2 separate regions of the Sus scrofa genome follow, and region 1 is linked to region 2. A link is a contact called in public Hi-C data. All regions are on one chromosome and are shown on one strand. The core of a region is the stretch at or near the end of the contact, and the rest is flanking DNA. Distances in the headings are between cores, read along the strand shown.

Region 1 (5,055 bases), core at 2,329-4,828, 51 kb before region 2:
ATTTTATAAGTGATCAATACACAGTGAATTTTTTTTTCTTTCTATGACCACACATATGGCACATGGAAGTTCCTGGGCTAGGGGTCGAATCAGAGCTGCAGCTGCAGGCATACCCCACAGCCATAGCAACACCAGATCTGACCCACATCTGCAACCTACGCTGCAGCTTATGGCAATGCTAGATCCTTAACCCACTGAGTGAGGCCAGGGATTGAACCCCTCTCCTCGTGGAGGAGACTACATTGTGTTTTTAACCTGCTGAGCCACAATGGCAACTTCCACAGTGGATATTTTCACATGATGAAATTCTACTTCCCCATGCAACATTGTAACTTGGGAGGTTCTGCAAACCAGTTTATGAATAAAGACCCTCTGTACCATCAAAAAGTAACTTCTCTAAGTATGAGGATTCTCAGCCATACCATGTTGTCAATAGCTGCTGCAGCATCCTGCCAAGGAAAGACAAGGAACAAGTTTAGGCATGCAGCTCAATGCTTCCTGTGGTGTCTAGACACATGCTCAGTAGGAAAACAAAACAAAAACTAACCACCCCACCACTGCCAAAAAACAAAACAAAACAAAACAAAACAAAAAAAACCCAACAAGAAAGTTCTCTGTTGGTGGCAAAGCTATTTGCAAGAAAGTGGAAGGCAGAGAAATAATCGCCAGTACTGCCATGTAAGAATGTTCAATGAGCAGAGCTGCAGAATCTCTGCAGAGCAAGAGGGGCAGCACCTGACAGTCTCAGATGTTAACCACAGCCTCCAGTTTGATTAAGCAAGGGAAGCTTTCTTTCAAATAGCACTTTTTGTCTCTCTGGAACCATCACCATGAGGCTCAGAAACCCAACCCAATGGCGAACAGCTCCCTTTGTAATCAGTAACAGTAATAACAGAAGCCAAAGACTTAACACAGGTAATAGAATTTTCTCACCTCGGCCAACTCAAACTCAACAAAAGCAAATCCTCGGTGCTTTTCTGAAAAGAAAAGAAAAGAAAAAAAAAAAAGTAAACAAAATCGCAATTACCACGGGGGCAAAGGGAAGAAGCATGTGGTCATAAGGAAACTGAAGTCTGTCATATGTCTTATCCATTCACTAGAAAATTCTATTCAATCACTATTTTGGAAAAAGGAATCATATTCTTTGGTTTTTCCTAGTTTAAACCACATTTCAAGCTATACTGAACTGTTCTGTAGTGAATATAGCTAAATAATGAACTGTACTTTTAATCTTTAAAATAAGAATACAAGGAGTTCCCTTGGTGGAGCAGCAAGTTAAGGATCCAGCATAGTCACTGCTGTGGCTTGAGTTGCAGCTGTGGTGTGGGTTCGAATCCTGGCCTTGGAACTTCTGCATGCCATAGGGTGTAGCCAGGGCGGGGGATGGGGGGAAGGATTCAGTTCTTCTTCCAAAGCTAAAGTAAAACCTTAACCTTTGCATGCAAGACAGCTGGAAAAATGAAGTCATTTAATCTATCAAATTATCCATTTCAAATACACATTCTGAACAACAACTTTGCATAAAACATGAGTCCTAAAACCTGAGTAAGGACACTTAGTCTTTACCCTCCACAAAATGCTAATCAAAATAGAAAGGCCAAGTGCCCAACAGTGTTAATTAACCAATTAACCTTAGAGAGCCAATACAACCAAAGAAAATTTACCCAGATGTGCAGAGGCTAAGGCTCCTCTCTTAGGGCTGGGCTTTCCTGCTACCCTGATTAATAGCACAGCTGCCAAGAAGGGGGGAGATGAGGTAGAGTAAGTAGTTTGGTAAGTAGTTTGAAACAACATATCTCCACGTAGCTCAAAACCAATCTTCCTACTGGCTAACTGATAACTGTCTTATCTCAAATACAACAGATAGGACTCTGCAAATTACAGCTCACAACTGCAAGCCTAAGAAGAGTCCTGCATTGAGATCACTGTCATGCTGCCCAAGGCATATCTCAAATGCACTGTGATATGACCTAAATGTTGTTTTTTGGTTTTTGTTTTTTTTTAAGTTCTCTTTCTAGCAGGAGAATTCTGAGCATGAGAGACACTAAAAAGCCTCACCTGTTTCATAATCCAGAGGAATCTGGATATCTGTGATGTCTCCAAAAGGGATAAAAGCAGCATGAAGAACTTTATCATCCACCTCCTCTGCAAGTCCACCTGCAAAGAAGCCAAAGGCCTTTTGAGTTACTGCCCTCCATTCTCTTGAAAAGTCCTTGCTATTCAGATAGCACGTGACCGCCAAGGGGGTCTTTCCATCCAGTCCTTTGGGTACACAAACACCCCTCTCATCTGCTCCCTCATGCCTACTTACGAAGCACACTCCTTTCACCCTTCTTTAAGATTCTCATCTGGGAGTTCCTGTCGCAGCACAGCAGAAGCGCCCGTTGCGGCACAGCAGAAGTTAATCCGACTAGGAACCATGAAGTCGTGGGTTTGATCCCTGGCCTCGCTCAGTGGGTTAGGGATCTGGCGTTGCCGTGAGCTGTGGTGTAGGTCGCAGACGCGACTAGGATCTGGTGTTGCTGTTGGCTGTGGCTGTGGCATAGGCCGGTAGCAACAGCTCCAATTAGACCCCTAGCCTGAGAACCTCCATATGCTGTGGGTGCGGCCCTATAAAGACAGAAAAGACCAAAAAAAAAAAAAAGACTCATCTGAAGTAAGCCCCAGGATTACTGCAATAACTTCATAAATAACCCCCACAAAACCAACCAGTACCATCATGGAAACGTTCAGATTTTAACCCATCATTTCTCTGCTTAAACTACTTCGAAGGTTTCCCACTGTCCTCAGAATAACGTATAAACGCCTTAGCAGTGCACATAAGGTTTTTCACAAGGCCCCGCCCACCTCTTCGAGCCTCTCTCCCCTTGCCCCCAAGTATCAGGCTACTTCACACCTTTGGGCTTTTGCTTTATGCTCCCTTTTAGTAAACACACCTGCCCTACTTTGGCTGACTAACTGAGACTCATCAGCTCCAGCGTCACAGCATTCTATAAGTGTGCTCTCAACTCTCCAAATGGAGGGTCATTTCTTCCCGAACTCAGGCCCCTATCACCATTGTCCACCAAAGCACTCATCAAATTACACTATTAACGTTATTCCCACTTTTACCCGGCTAGTCTGGGAACTCTTTCCTTAAAGGCAACAGGGGGGCTGAGCCATCTCTGCAAAGAATGTAAAGTGAATGGGCACGAGGATTCAGAGGTCCCTAATATTAAGCTAACACTGGCCTGGGCCCAAGAGGTGAAGAGGTTCCTGTGAGTTTAGCGGGCTTGGAAGAATTGAAGTGATCGTTGGGTCTCGGGGTCCCACCCTGAGGCCAAGCAATACCGCCATAGATGCGGCCTAGACAGCTGCTCGCCGGCCTCCGCGTCCGGAGACCTGTCCAGCTCCACGCCACGACCCACTCACGGCCAGGTTCGCCCAGACTCCACTTAGCACCCGCGCCTGCTCACCCACGTACAACACTCGCTTGGTAGTGGCCATCTTGCTCGCACGCTCTTCCGCCGGAAGCCCGCTCTCGGGCCCCGCCCCCGCGTTCGGCGCTCGCAGGCCCCGCCCATTTAGGCGTGGGCCTAAGCGGCTTCCTACTCGCGGTGATTCTCGCCCGCATTGCGCAGGTGCATGTCGGTGGGTGAGGGGGGGCCTGGTCGCCGCGCTGCCTTTGCGCTGTCGTGAGGAAAACAGTCCTTTGAGCAATCAGCTGGAGTCCGCAGATAATAAACTACCAATAAGCTACGGCCCGCGGTCCACCCTCGCCAGTTTGTTTTTGGACAACCCCGGAGCCACAAATAGTAGCTGGAAAAAAAAAAAAAAATCCAAACAGGAATAATATTTCCTGACACATGAAAACCATATGAAGTTCAGGAGTTCCCGTTATTGGCTCCGTAAGTTAAGAATCTGACTAGTATTCCTGAGGTTGCAGGTTCCATCCCTGACCTTGCTCATTGGGTTAAGGATCCAGCGTCGCTGCAAGCAAGCAGCTGCCTAGATCACAGATGCGGCTGGGATCCTGCCTTGTGGTGGCTGTGCTCGCTGTGGCTGTGGTGTAGGCTGGCAGCTGCAGCTCTGATTTGACCCCTAGCCTGGGAACTTACATATGTCGCAGGTGTGGCCCTAAAAAAGGAAAAAAAAAAAAAACTGTATGAAGTTCAATTTTCATACACAAAAATTTATTGGAACCCAGACATGCTCATTCCTTTAAGTATTGGTCTGTGAGTGTTTTCACACTGCAAGGGCAGACCTAGGGCCTATAAAGCTTGAAATATTTACCATCAGACTCTTGAGGAAAAACGTTTGCCAACTCTTGGAATAAAACAACTAATACATAAATCACTGATCGACATGTTATACAAAATAATAGGGCCATCTGCTTTAGATACAGCAGTGGGTTAAGATCTCCCTGAGGTCATATTTAAGCTGAAACCTGGAGGAAGAGGAGCCAGAGAGAGGAGGAAGTAGAGAAAACAGTTTCAGAGAGAGGAGACAGTGTCTGTGTGTTCAAGAAACTGAAAGGCCAGAGCATGGGGGTTGGGAGGGGAGGGGCAGAAAACCTTAGGCAGGCAAGCTGGGCAGGGATCAGGTGATGCAGGGCCCTGTAAACCACGTGGAGGATTTATAAGTTTTGAGAAGCTACTGAAGGTTGTAATAGGGAGTTCCATGGTCACATTCATGTTCTAAAATAGTGCTCTGGGAGTTCCCTGGTGGCCTGGAAATTAAGGATTGTTGTCACTGCTGTGGCTTAGGTTCGATTCGTGGCTCGGGAATTTCCACATGCTCCTGATGCAGCAAAAACAAACACACAGACAAAACAAACAAACAAACCCTCCCATCACCTCCCCCCACCACCACTGAAGGAAATGAAAAAGCCAAACATATGGTTTGTCCTTGTCTAAGAGGTAGCAGCAACAACAGCGCCCACCTTCTGGGCAGCTTCTTTCTTGGCATGATGAGCCTGTAGGACCGCTACAGCTTCATCCACCTGTGAGAGATCTCCAGGTGGTCAGTGACATCTGAGGAGAGCCCCTCCGTCCCTCCCTGGCGCCCAGGCCCAGC
Region 2 (4,728 bases), core at 129-2,628:
CAGGTACTCACTCCCATCCAAATAATGACCCTATACATTTTCTCCTCCTCTTCTCTGAGGCACCTGAGAATAACTGACTCCTTCTTAGAGTTTCATTATGTATTGCTATGTAACAAGCCACCCCCAAACTTCATGCTTAAAGCAGCAAAAATATCATTTATCATGAATCTGTGGATTGGCTGGGCTCAGCTGGGAGGTTTTACTGCATCATGTGTTGTTGGCTGGGGTCACTCACCCTGTCGCATCCCAGTAGAAGCTGGGCTGGGGCTGGAACAGTAAGATGGCCTCACTCTGCTGACAGATGCTGACAATTGCCTAGGAAACCACTGTTCTCTCCCGGCTTCTTATCCTCCAGGGCCTTCTGCCTCTCCCTGTGATCTTTCCAGAAGGTTAGTCCAGACTTCTTTACATAGTAGCTGGCTTCCAAGAGGACAAAAATAGAACCTGCAAGGCCTCTTAAGGCTTAAGCTTGGAAACTGCATAGCATCACTCCTACAGCATTCTATTGGTCAAAGCAAGACTCTAGGTCAACTCAGATGCAACTCCACTTCTGGATGGGAGGAATGGTCCAAGTCGCATTGTCAAAGGGCAGGCAGGATGGGGGAGAGTTTGGGGCCACATATGGAAACATCTATGGACAAGGGCAAGTCTCAACATTACATCCTAAAGCTTTTGATTATTATTTCCTCTTTCCTCCCACACAGGGTTTGTTTGGTTCCTCCCAGGACATGGTGGGGCTGGGCAGACTCCTCCATTCTGTACCCCATCCCAGTCAGATGTCCTCCAGGCTGGGCCAGTATTTTCTCCTGCTGCTCCTACATACCTGTGGGCACCTGTAGACACACAGAGATGGCTCTCTGCTTCTTGGTCTGTGCCTTCGGATGGGTGGCATTAGTTTCTGCTACCCTGGGCTCTGCACCAAGGAAGGCAATGCCCTGGAACTCCAGGAGGGTGGTCAAAGATTCTTTTTTTTTTTTTTTTTTTTTTTTTTTTGTTGTTGTTGTTTTTGTTGCTATTTCTTCGGCCGCTCCCACGGCATATGGAGGTTCCCAGGCTAGGGGTCTAATCGGAGCTGTAGCCCCGGCCTACGCCAGAGCCACAGCAACGCGGGATCCGAGCCGCTGCAAACTACACCACAGCTCACGGCAACGCCGGATCGTTAACCCACTGAGCAAGGGCAGGGACCGAACCCGCAATCTCATTGTTCCTAGTCGGATTCGTTAACCACTGCGCCACACGGGAACTCCGTGTGGTCAAAGATTCTTTAGTTCCCAGGCTCCTTTTCTATCATCCTTTAATCTAGCCATTTCTGGGCCTGTCACTAACCAAGCTCAGCAGGTGGGACCTGGGAGTGCGCGCCCCCTGCTGGACATCAAGGGGCCAGCCGGTATCGAGGTTCAGAATCCCTCCGAGTCTCTCCGGTCTGGGTCCCCCGCTAGGCGGAGGGGAACCTGGTCTCTCCACCGACTTCCGGAGCCCCTCCGCCGTGGAAGGAAAAGCTGCCCGTCTGGGCCTTCCACTGTGCGCCCGGCTAGGCGCAGGTGGCTCCTGCTTGTGGATGGAGCTGTCCATCCACCACCTCCTCCCTCTCCGCGGAACGGTCTGGGGGAAGGAGCCGCTGCTCTGGGTACCAGAATCCTGGAATCAGGGGGGAAAGAAGGCGATTGGCTAACTTTTCATTTTCTTCTTTGGGGATCGCCATCCTTGGGGGGAAAAAAGTTGTCAGACCTCCGATCTCTTGGCATCCTGGAGCGCCGGCGAAGAATACGAGCCTCGAAATGCCGAATCCGCAGCAGTCCGCAGGCCCGGTTTCAGGCCCCCTCCTCTGGCGAGCCTGAAGGTTCTACCCCCAGTTCACTTCGGGCGTGAAGCGGTCAGCACAGGAGAGCTCAGCCGTCCCAGTCACAGCAGCAACACCAGGGCAATCAACCGAGAGGTAGAGTTGAACACCCAGCGCCCCCCCCATCCCGGCCTCCGGCCGGCCCGCACGCGCACTCTCCCGTCGCTGCCCGCCCCCTTCTCACGCCCGGGACGCGCCTCCCTCCCGCAGCCCAGCCCCGCCGGCTCCGCTCTCCGCTGCCGCCACCCGCTCCGCTCGGGCCGGGTCCAGCCGGAGCATGGAACCGGAGGAGCCCCGGGAGCTCCGCGAGCCCGGGCCGGGGGCAGAGACCGCCGCGGCCCCGCGCTGGGAGGAAGCCAAGACTTTCTACGACAACCTCACTTCCAAGAAGAAACCCAAATCGGTAAAAGCTGGGCATGGGTATGGGGGAGGGCAGGGGGAAGGTCACCGCGGGAGGGAGCGTCTGTCCTCTGGAGGGGGTCCCAGGGTACCCCTCCGGAAAGGGACGCACTTCCTCAGCACCAGAATGCGCCAGGCCCTTGGCGCAGGCTCGGGTTTATTTTGGGAGCTCGTCTCCGGTGGTTTTTTTTCCCCGGGGCTCGGGTTCCACGCCAGGATCCCCCTCCCCCATGCTGTCATCAGGGCCCAGCTCCGGGCCGCCGCCAGCCTCTCCCTGCGCGGGCAGCCTGGGGCCCGTGGACAGCACTTGTTGGCAAAGTCAGCGACATCTACAGAAGCGCCCCGGGCTCAGGTTACCTGACTCTGATAACCCGGCTCCTGGCTGTACCACCCCCCACCCTCCTAGTTTCTGCCATCTGGGCGCCGAGCTCCGGACCCGAGCCTCTGCATTTGATATCCGGCTCGGGGCTCTGCGCGCTGTAATCGGGGTGCCGGGGCTCTTAAGAGAAGGGAGCTGCATTGGGATCAGCGCTTTGCGCTCAGGGCTCTGTGTCCCTGATTCTGGAGTCCAGACACTGGACTTTGAGCCCCAGCTCTGATCTCCGCTCCCCTCACAGGGGAGCCCTTGCTGGCATCAGCATCTTGGGGACCCTCGTGGTCTTCTCAGCCCTCCAGGATGCACTCAGAGGAGGATCCTTATTGGACAAGTTCATGGTTGGTCCTTGGGCCTTGCTCACCCCAGCTTCCCAGATCTCAGAGCTTGCGAAGAGGATGGAGGAGAGAAAAGCTGGCTCAGAGTATCCTCCAAAGTGCTCCAGCCTGACCTCAAAGCATCTTGCTGCTTCCCTCCCAAACCCCTCCCATGAGGCCACCCTGTCAACAGTTATTCCCCCAGCACCTCCAGGCCTGCTCGGCAGTGGGGATTGAAAGATGAATTAGTCTGAGTCCTGCCTCAGGAGCTCAGAGTCCCTGAACATGGTGAGTGCTCAGATGAAAGACCCTAGCAGTGGGGAACATAGGGGCGGGAGTGACTGCCAATGCAGGAAGGCCTTTAGAGGTGGCCTTTGAGATGATCTTAAAGGCTGAGTAGGTGGACTTTCCCAGACAGAGGGGGAAACAGGATGGGCAAAAGGCACGGAAGTGTATTTGAAACTGAGCAAGAAACTGCAGCATCTTTAGGAGAGTCGGAGAGATGCCAGAGACCCACGGAGGGGCTCAAGTGCCATATTATTATGGAGTCTGGACCTTATTCAGTGGAGTTAGGGGTCTTAGAACTAGGTGCCATGGAACTCCATGTATCAGGGGGTCTACCCACATGTGAAGCCAATTCATTTTCTTTCTTCCTCAAACTATATTTAACGCAAGTAAAAATACGTGATAAGGGAGTGCCCATTGTGCCCCAGCAGCAACAAACCCGACCAGTATCCATGAGGACACGGGTTCGATCCCTGGCCTTGCTCAGTGGGTAAAGGATCTGGTGTTGCCGTGAGCTAGGGTGACCTATGGTTTAGGTCGCAGATGCGGCTCAGATCCCACATTGCTGTGGCTGTGACATAGGCTGGCAGCTGTAGCTCCTCTTCGACCCCTAGGCTGCGAACTTCCATACGCCGTGGGTACGGCCCTAAAAAGAAAAAAAAGTGATAAAAGTCAACTCACTCAAATGTGTTATTAGACATTTTAGCACCTTGGAGACTGCCAGCATATTAACTTATGCTACAGGTTGAATTTTTTTTTTAAGCAAACCTCAGAATAAAGCTTTTCTTTGGACTCTTTTAATAGAAGAGTATCTCGAGAATGCTGACAATTGTTGCTGAGTTTCCCGAGGCTTTTGTTTAAAATGGAACAAAACAGAAAAGCCTGTTACCATTTGCAACCGCTTATTGGTACGAATCAGGACTTTCTCAATGCTCTGCAAAACCCCAAAAAACTGAAACAAACAGAAACAAAGGGACTAGAAGATGAAGCTTAAATCTGAAAAACTATATTGTTTTCATTGGTTGACATTATAACAAATATATGGCGAACATGTAATACATTTGAATTTGTGAAATATATTTATACCAACAAATATGGCACTATATGGTTTACCTATTGGGGTTTCCCCAAGAGTTCATTTGGGTAAAATGTCAGCCTACTTTTTTTTTTTTTTTTTTTTTTTTTTTTTGTCTTTTTGCCACTTCTTGGGCCGCTCCCACGGCATATGGAGGTTCCCAAGCTAGGGGTCAAATTGGAGCTGTAGCCCCCGGCCTACGCCAGAGCCACAGCAACTCGGGATCCGAGCCACGTCTGCAACCTATACCACAGCTCACGGCAACGCCGGATCGTTAACCCACTGAGCAAGGGCAGGGACGGAACACACAACCTCATGGTTCCTAGTCGGATTCGTTAACCACTGTGCCACGACGGGAACTCCCATACTTTTTATTTTTATTTTTGGCTGTGCCCCAGGTACATCCCTGGCTAGGGGATCGAACCCGAGCTGTAGGAGT

What was found. A called contact is a pair of places that touch in the nucleus more often than the background predicts.
Region 1: a Hi-C map of brain shows a contact between it and region 2, with 5 times the contacts expected there. The contact joins the promoter of PPIE here to the promoter of NT5C1A in region 2. A contact is called at or near these places in 3 of 5 promoter capture datasets (fetal skeletal muscle, liver and skeletal muscle), 24 of 47 Hi-C or Micro-C datasets (adipose tissue, alveolar macrophages, blood and 15 more) and 1 of 2 datasets of contacts at active chromatin or transcription factors (skeletal muscle).

The regions. Positions count from the first base shown.
Region 1 is chr6:95,547,105-95,552,159 of Sscrofa11.1, reverse strand. It overlaps PPIE (peptidyl-prolyl cis-trans isomerase E), which reads right to left and starts at 3,578. Exons shown (of 10, transcript XM_013999199.2): 1 at 3,464-3,578; 2 at 2,059-2,157; 3 at 934-977; 4 at 423-449. The coding sequence starts at 3,563.
Region 2 is chr6:95,494,295-95,499,022 of Sscrofa11.1, reverse strand. NT5C1A (cytosolic 5'-nucleotidase 1A) reads left to right here and starts at 1,378. Exons shown (of 7, transcript XM_021095989.1): 1 at 1,378-1,936; 2 at 2,051-2,243. The coding sequence starts at 2,118.